2 separate regions of the Mus musculus genome follow, and region 1 is linked to region 2. A link is a contact called in public Hi-C data. All regions are on one chromosome and are shown on one strand. Each heading gives the region's core, a stretch centred on a gene start, on an enhancer-like site or on the middle of the called end of the contact. The rest is flanking DNA. Distances are from core to core; before and after follow the strand shown.

What was found. A called contact is a pair of places that touch in the nucleus more often than the background predicts.
Region 1: a contact with region 2 is called in a Hi-C map of the N1E-115 cell line, with 4 times the contacts expected there. The contact joins two enhancer-like sites. A contact is called at or near these places in 4 of 484 Hi-C or Micro-C datasets (the C2C12 cell line, the N1E-115 cell line, muscle stem cells and 1 more).

What each region holds. Positions count from the first base shown.
Region 1 is chr14:99,746,905-99,751,465 of GRCm38.p6, forward strand. No RefSeq gene overlaps it. Among named protein-coding and RNA genes, the nearest start is that of Gm22970, 25 kb to the right of the region's middle. Within about 2 kb of position 1,452, at least 48 of the 459 cell types and tissues checked have an H3K27ac peak or open chromatin away from gene starts, as enhancers often do. A contact at or near this core is called in the N1E-115 cell line, where this site is marked.
Region 2 is chr14:99,545,895-99,550,219 of GRCm38.p6, forward strand. All of the region lies in intron 1 of Gm41230 (predicted gene, 41230), which reads left to right. Among named protein-coding and RNA genes, the nearest start is that of Gm41230, 26 kb to the left of the region's middle. Within about 2 kb of position 2,862, at least 72 of the 459 cell types and tissues checked have an H3K27ac peak or open chromatin away from gene starts, as enhancers often do. A contact at or near this core is called in the N1E-115 cell line, where this site is marked.

The sequences.
Region 1 (4,561 bases), core at 202-2,701, 200 kb after region 2:
GCACACACAAAGTCGTTTCTACCACCACATCTACCCATCAAAACAAAATGACAGTTCAAACGTGTTCTTGAGGCATGGCACTGTTTCTTTCATACATTTCCAAACCAAATGCAGCCGCAGCCGCAGCCAGACTCACGGGTCTTTGAAGATGCCAGAGTACTCTGTGCACAAATTCACCTTTCATGCAAAAAATTCCAAAACCCAGTCTACAAACATGCCCTTCATAAATCACCAAAGAGGCTCTTAGTTGCACTACTGCATGAATTAAAATTGTCAGGACTCTTTCCCTTTACAGAAGTCAGTCGGTCTCCTTTAAAGTTCTGAGAGCTGTCAGGTTTCTAGAGTTTGAACTCCAATAAAGAAACACGATTTTTCTTTGTATTTAGGGGTTTACAACAGAGTGTCAAGCTCCGACCTGTTTTGAAAGTCGCCTGAGCAGGTTGGGATTCTATTACTATAGTAACATAACAAGATAAAGGATCTTAAGGATAATTTTTTTTCCTAAGATTTTTCAAGAGATTTCTTCTTGCCATTTATGGCTTGAGAGAATTATCTTGTGTAAATTTATGTATTGTGAAATTATCTGTCATTGGAGTGTTTAATTTTTCATGCTTTTATAGTCTAGAATGCACCGTAAGTGCATTGAGCCAAATGAGGAGCCTTTGGGACACCTTTGCACCAGTGAACACTGTTGTGCTTTTGTGGGGTTTTGTGGAGTGTGCCAGTCTATCGCCAGACAGGGGGCAAACTATGTCAAATGTGGGGTGACTTCATTTGTACTCTGACGAAGAGCCATGTGATGTGCCAACCACTGAGAGGAAAAAACAAGGACCGTATTAACATATGTCTCTGCCATTAACCTTGAAAGCCACTATACTCACATCTTCCAGAGGATGGGGCACACTTCCTAGGTTATTGGACAAGTGTCCAATCCACCACAATTCAGTAGACACCAAATCTACCAGGCACCTTACAGAAAACTCAGCACAAGAGGCTCGGGGTGTGTGACATAAGAGAGGGACTACCATGGCATTATGCACCCACACACCCTTTACTTCTCTGAAGCCCTCAAACAGTTGGAAAGTACCCTCTAATCACATTACTGTCCCGGGTAACGTGAGTCATAAGGATAAGATGCCAAAGTTTTCCAAATCACTTTGCACCCTAATATATATAAATAAATCATGAAGTGGCTTAGAGTAATGGGAAGTTATGAGGAACTTTTTCTTCTAAACGTTTTAAAATGAGTCCCAAGCATTATCCAGCCAGAGACGGGAAAGGACGTTAATGTTTACAGGTTTGCATGCACGCACAGGTTCTGCTTGGTTCGCGGTGGCTCTTCCGTCCTCCCAGGGGCTGTCTGCTGAAGCATTCCCTGCTGCTGTGGGTGAGTCAGTCCTTTCGGTTGGATACAATTTGCAGCCCCATTATCCAGTCTAATCGCAGCAAAATGCAACCAGAAACATCCTCCCACCCCCACCCGCCAAGTTGCTGGCGCAGGCAAATGGGAAGCTTGCTCATGTTCATTTCGGTTGCCATGACATTTCCTCAATTACCTCACGGACCTGAATCACTCGTCCTCGACGCTGTTTTCATCCCGACTGTCTGGAAGACAGAGACTTGTTTTTGTTTGGAGGTACTCAAGAGAAAACCATAAGCGGGTCAAGATGCTATGGTTCTCTCGAACGTTGGACAGGCCCGGAATGCCCTTGGAAGCTTCAATCTACCTTAGGCTGACTGTGAGAGCCAGCTGGTCACATAAGCACTGGGATTTACTTATTTTCAAAAGAGGCATTCCTAGGCAGCACCCCCATTTTACAAATGTGAAAGAACACCTCTAAAGGTTAAATGTGGAGGAGTCATAACACATATAACTGAGAAGAATAATGGACGGTGCAGACTCCTGAGATGCGTGTGGGAAGGCATGGAGAGGCGTGCATCTCCTAAGGCCTTTCTTTCCCCTGTGTCTGTTTCAGATGCTCTGAAACGAGCTGTGTTTCTAAGTGTATCATGAAAAGGCATTAATCAAATCTGCAATATTTGTCTTTAGAAGGAGTTTTGGCACGATATTCTACCCTTTTTGATGATATGTTATAGTATACATTGAGGCAGCCCCCCCAACACATAAATAAATAAGAAATGTTAAAATGTAGCAATATTTGCTCACACAGCAAGGGATGAGGTATGGCTTTCAGTAAGAAGGGAAGAAATTATATAATTAGCCCTGACTGATAGCTCCATGACCAAGTCATTTTATAAAATTAGCCTTGGGAGGGAGGCATTAATGGAGACAGAAATGAAATCAATGATCACGATAATAATTGTCTATTTCTATTAAGAATGCATAGGAATAATATTTTAAATTCCCTATCTTCTAATCTCACTCCTACCAAGTCTTCCTACTGTGCGTGTTATTAAACATGTTCTGAGCAGAAGGGAAAGGCAAGAGAAACCTCTAACCATCTTTACTATGTCCAACCTCTAAAAAAGAGCCAGGCTGGTCTTTCCCAGAAGTGATGAGAGTGCATTATTTGAGACTGCACGGTCGGTTGTACAGCCTCTTCAAATAGGTCTGTCCTGCTAATATTTATGAAAGGCCACAGGTTCCTCTATCTGGAAGATCTTAGAGGAACCCTATTGTCTGAGCATACTGAAGCTTTCTTTCTCTGAGAAAATCTTGGCAATGGGAAACACATTTGCATATTTATTTATAACAACTGTCACACTTCTCTTTTCCCCCCTCTAAAGAAAATAAGTCTTTAATTTTCTATTGAACTTGTTCAGTTGACAGAAAATCTCTTATGCAGCAGCCTCATGCTTAAAACATGAAGCAGGAGCAAACTACCAACACTATATGGAAATCGTCTGGAAGAAAGCTCTTTTCTGGTTGGAGTCATTTACATTGGAAACACAAACATGATCTTATTGAAAGAAGTGCTGTATGAGCCGAATGGCTGAAAGAGATTTTAAGCTTCACCTCTTCGGAGTCCAGGGAATGTGGTAGGAAATCGAAATAGACACATGGTGATAATTTTAGAAGTGGGCTTGCATCCCAGTTGTGACAATTTTTTTTTCCATAGCATCTTCTAAGGTGATGTATTTTCTAATACCGGAGAATACTAGAAAGCTCATCTTAGAGAAATGCATTACACATTATCTGATGACGTTAGTGGCTCATAGGCTTATATGTACATATGCCTGTAACTTTGTGCTTTGCCTAAGGCCCCTCCCCCTCTTCATTCCGGACACTTTGAAGCCTTAGAATCAGTGAAGCCAGAAGCCCACAGCGACATCAGCAAGACCTCTTAACCCAATTCATCTTTGAGGAAGTTTGACTGTTCCTTCCCTCCTCTGGGCCCATCCCTGAGGTGTTGAAGAGACAAGAGAGAGAGACGTGGTGCTTGAAGCTAGCCTAAAAGACACATTTTAAGAGTGATCTGGGATTTTCACTTAAAACCATATCCTGCAAAATGGACTTAACTTTTGTGAATAGGTCCTGCCTTTTAGAACAGCCTGGAAGAGAAGAGAAAAAGACAGTGCTTTGGTGTTAATTTGCGTTCTGCGTAGAGACGGGGGGGGGGGGGTCTTTTCTATCTCCTTTTCTTTTCCCACCTCCCAAGCTGACCTATTCCTTCTGAGCCAATCAAGTGTCCTTTACTGAGCACCCTCTGTTGCAGTGTAAGGTACTCAGAGTTATACAAAGAAGTCCAAGACTTGGTGCTCCATTTCATGATGAGAGCTGTCAGAGTAATACGAAAATGGGCTAGAGCTGAGTTAAGGAACGGCAGTGAGCGAAGGAACCCAGGCCTGCTTACTGAAGGATGTTCTCAACAGGCAATGGCGGAAGGACCCAGTTCTCTAAAGGGACAATAGCGTTTTTTTCGAAGGCATCACAAAACTGGAGAGTAGTGAGGAGACCTATTTCACTCTTATTTCATATTTATAAATATGAATAATGAGTGAAACATTTCACTCTGGATTAATTGTATTAGCCATACAATTTCACTGAAAAGTAGTATATTATTGTGGATTAAAAATAAATAACCTGAAAAGCAAGCTATCTTTTCTTCCTCTTCTCACACTTTCTGAAATGTAAGTGTATCTTTTTTTTCCCTGACTGTAAAGATGTTAAGTATTCTAAACTTTGTTGTTGTTTGAGATAGGGTCTTGTATCGTCTATCCTGACTTGAAATTCACTCGATAGCTTAAGCTAGCCCTAAACTCCTAGTACTTCTGCTACAGCTTCACAAGCTCGGGAGTTACAGGTATGCCAGCCAACACCACCCCCACCCACCCTCTAAACTGTTTTAAACGTCATTAAGGAGAGTGTGAGTGCCAGTATGTAATCTTAACTAAACGGATTAACTAAACAAAACAGACCTGCTATTTGGTAATTTATTGCTCCAAATTTTAATACCATGATGAAAAAGGAAATATACATATTCTTAATTATGTCAAAATAAACTACTTTAAAAGCACTTTAAGCTTCTCAGGTATGTAAAGATGCACGCAGGGACTTATGATGTAGCTTAAATGTGGCGTCATAAGGTCTGTCATGTAC
Region 2 (4,325 bases), core at 1,612-4,111:
TACCAAAATAATGTTCAGTTTAGTTTCCAAAACATTCTTGTTAATAGAATAGATCAAGCTAAGAATAAGCTAAGTCTACAAATTTTCCATCAACTGATTTTCACAAATGAGTAAGGGACACATAGTGAAAGGGTGGCCTTTTTAAGAAAGATGCTGTTGAAACTAGTTATCTACTTGCAGAAGGATGAAAACCTCATATTTCACCACATACAAAAACCTACATAAAATGAATTCAAAATGTACATGTCAGGTCCAAAACTATTTGAAACTATCAGAAGAACATAGGAGTTATGGTTAGGAGCTTTTTAGATAAGATTGAAAACACACACAACAAAAATAAAAGTAGATAAGAGGGATTACATCGAATTCAAAGGCTCTTGTACAAGAAACAAAGCAAGAGGCTGAAGACATAATCTATAACACAGAGGGAAATATCTCTGTATCTTTCAAGAGATCAATAGCCAGAATAAATAAGGAACACAACCTATAACATCTACAACAATTATACAACAGAAACCAACATATTGAAAATGGTTTTAAAAAAATCCTCAAAACAAAATATCTTTATTCTATCAATTTGCATTGAGATTTAGCTTAAATATAATCCTAATATTTTATTATAACCAAGATAGTTTACAAAATTACTGTTTTGTGGTACTAGACATTTCTGACAACATATACTACATATAGTGTCTTAATGTAAGATGGCTTCCTCTTGTATTCCATATAAAAGTGATGATTTCCATTCATCTCCAAAAAAATACAAAAAGAATATCATCAACATACTTACATATTCCATATTTCCTTTTATTTTAAATCCCATGTTTACTATTAGTAATCATGGAAGCTCTGCTGTATACAAAGGATGCTGGGAGCTGTGGTCTCTGTGAAAATGACAGACTCTGGGTCTGTTGCCTTTGCACTCTCACAGGGTATAAATAGAGCCAGTTAGTATATGAGTTGAAAGACACACTCTGAGTTTGACGCTTTCATTCAAGTATCTTAATGTGCCTTGGACTGTGTGCAAGTTGACAAGGAGCCAAAGCACCAAAGCAAAAAGAATATAGTCTGTTGAAAAACCAGTTTCAAGTCAGAACCTCTTTAGTGGACTGACTTTTGAATATATTCACTTTCTCTCTTTCTTTCTTTCTTTCTTTCTTTCTTTCTTTCTTTCTTTCTTTCTTTCTTTCTTTCTTTCTTTCTTTCTTTCTTTCTTTCTTTCTTTCTTTCTTTCTTTCTTTCTTTCTTCCTTCCTTCCTTCCTTCCTTCCTTCCTTCTCTTCTTCTTCTTCTTCTTCTTCTTCTTCTTCTTCTTCTTCTTCTTCTTCTTCTTCTTCTTCTCCTCCTCCTCCTCCTTCTCCTCCTCCCCCCCCCTCCTCCTCCTCCTCCTCCTCCTCCTCCTCCTCCTTCTTCTTCTTCTTCTTCTTCTTTTTCTTCTTCTTCTTCTTCTTCTTCTTCTATCTCCACTGTGGTTCAGATGAATACCTTTGAATAAAACATTGAGGAAAAGATTATTCTAAAAATTCCAAAGCCATTTTCAGACACATGTAATCCAAGTACCTGGGAGGGAGAGTGAGGAGAATTGTAGTTGAATCCAGGCTGGGCTATAGAAAAAACACTTTACCTCAAATAAGACAAAACAAACAATTAATAAAATAGGGATCAGTTTCTGCCTGCTTCTGCTTCCACATGACATTGGACACCTTGCTATAAATTTTATTGCTATGGAAATTAATAGCAGAATGTCTTCAGGTCCTACTCTGATAGCTCTGAAAACTTGGAGCGTGGGGGCAGGAGTAGAGGCAGGGGACTGCAAACTACTTAGATGTTGGATCTCAATTGATTTTTTACAGCTCTTATATTTATGAAAAGGCTGAGGATTGGTGGCATATAAGGGAGAAGATGATTTTACTTGTCTGGAAAATGCAAACATCTGCCTCTTTTCTCTGAATACCTTCTGATTTATGTGCCTGTACGAACTTGATAGCTATAAAACCAACTAGCAATGTAATATATTGGAATTATATTCTCCCTTTGCTTTAGGGAGCTCCAGAACCTAGGAAGTGAGTAATGATATTGCATGGATAGATGAACTTAATTCTTTCATCATCGAATTTTGTTTGTGACTGCATGGTAACAACTGCAACAATAGAGACTAAGCACGCACTGCTCGGAGCGATTCTGTTTCTTGTTCGCTTCAGGAAGAAGCAGCTATGTTCCATAATTTAAAGAATGCTTCTGTCCTCGCTCAACATCACCATGACTCAGCAATTTAACCTTGTGCAGTGGAAGCAGAAGAAAAGTAGGACATTTGGATTCTGGCTTAGTGGGGTATGGGTGTGGGGCTCCCTAACCAAGTCAATTCCATCTTGAAACTCAATGTCCCATCTTTTGAGAGCTACATATCTGAAGAATGGGTCCTATCCTGAGCATTTGTCTTGACAGTAGTGAGTCTTAGAGAGCCTTCACTCCTTCTGTTCATCTGATATCGTCATCCTCTCTCCCCTAGGGAAAGAATGTCCCTTATTTGTCCACATGCAGGGACTTCAGTGACCTGTGTTGAAGCTTTGGAAAACTCTTCTTAGCATTTTGATCTATTTCCCTCATTCATCTCTAAGGCCAGTGTTTTGTAAGGCCTGTTGGTGACTGTAAGTTCCGTTCCCACTGGAGCGGCTGTTGTCTCTTCCATTATCTCTGCCTGTCATTCTTTCCCTGGTCTCTGCTTTCCCATTCTGAGGCGGCTACTCTGGACTTTCTTTAGTTAAGCTATAATTGAAATCTGATTTCATAAGCCCATTACTGTGGCCAGATGACAGAAGAGCCTCTCGAAGGGCACACTTAATACAGGAAGTGAGGTTAATGATTCAGTAGGCGAAACTTCCTTGTGACTCACAGTGCCACCTAATAAAATGCCTTGCTCACAACGGAGACTTAGTAAATGTTTGTGGACTGATTGCTAGACTGCCGATAAAGCCCGAGAATAAGGAAAATGTCATGTAGAAATCACCTCTTTCAGTCCAGCAAACAGGGGTGCTGGAAATAAACCGGCACATCTGAAATGGAATGTAAGGGACTTGGACGTAGAACTGTCCCATCAATGGCTGTACTTTATACCCTCTGTGTCTTCTTTGTACCGTCATCTTTATTTATCTCTGAGATTCAATCTCCTTATATAGTTCAGGCTGGCCAGAACTAACAGTCACCCCCCTGCCCCCATCAGCTTCCTGAGTATTGAGATTACAGACTTTTTTACTTTAAAAACTTTGTATCCTGTTACTACATAGACTTAGCTGCTGCACAAGACATCTCAGATGGCTCTTTGGGACGAGGCGCAGTTAAAAGGAGAGAAAAAATAAAAAAGAGTAAACATTAGGAAGACAATATAAAAGTGTAGATTCCTAACTGTGCCTTTGCCAAATGTTTACACCAAATACAACCTGGATTGCAAGGTGGGTTTCACGTGGTTGATTACCAATGGTGCTGTAACTGGTGACAACTCATTCAGTCTATGACAGAGCCCACTCTGCTCACATGTGGTAAGTTCAATTATGCAGGCCCTTAGGATAGCTCGTGCCTGAAGCTCATGGCCTTGAGTAGCTTAGCAGTGGATTTTGCATTCCTACAAACTTAGGGACATCATAAAAATGTATATATATGTATGCAGCCACATCATTTTGCATATATTTAAGCAAGCTTATGTAATATTTCTGAGATTTTTTGTTTGTTTGTTTTGGTTTTTGGTTTTTCATGATAGGGTTTCTTTGTGTAGTCCTAGTTGTCCTGGAACTCACTTTTGTAGACCAGGCTTGCCTTGAACTCAGAAATCTGCCTGCCTCTGCCTCCCAAGTGCTGGGATTAAACCTCCACCCAGTTTGTTTCTGAGATTCTTTGTTGACACTTCATGGAATCATGAAGAAAAACAAATAAAAAACCCGAGAATCTCTGGCTAAGAGACTCTGTGCACATCTATTCTAGTATAGTCATTTGTCTTACTTTGTTCAGGAGAGGAGACCATGGTGTTAAATCTTTAAATCTATTTTGCACAACATCAGAGAAGCATTTTTCTTTAAAAATAAGTTTAAAACACCACAAGTTTCATTCTGTCAACATAATTTCATGCTAGAACTTGTGATTTTTTTTCTCACTTTAGACATGACTCATAAAGTTAGACTTCTATCAATGTGTCACATGATGATAATTAAAGTAATTTCCAGTTCTAGAAATAAGAATTTTAGGAATCTCTAAGATGAGAATGACTCTATCCAGAGAAATAAACCAAGCCAGGAGGATCAGCTAGGTCCAGCCACCTGCCTTGGTAAATAGGAT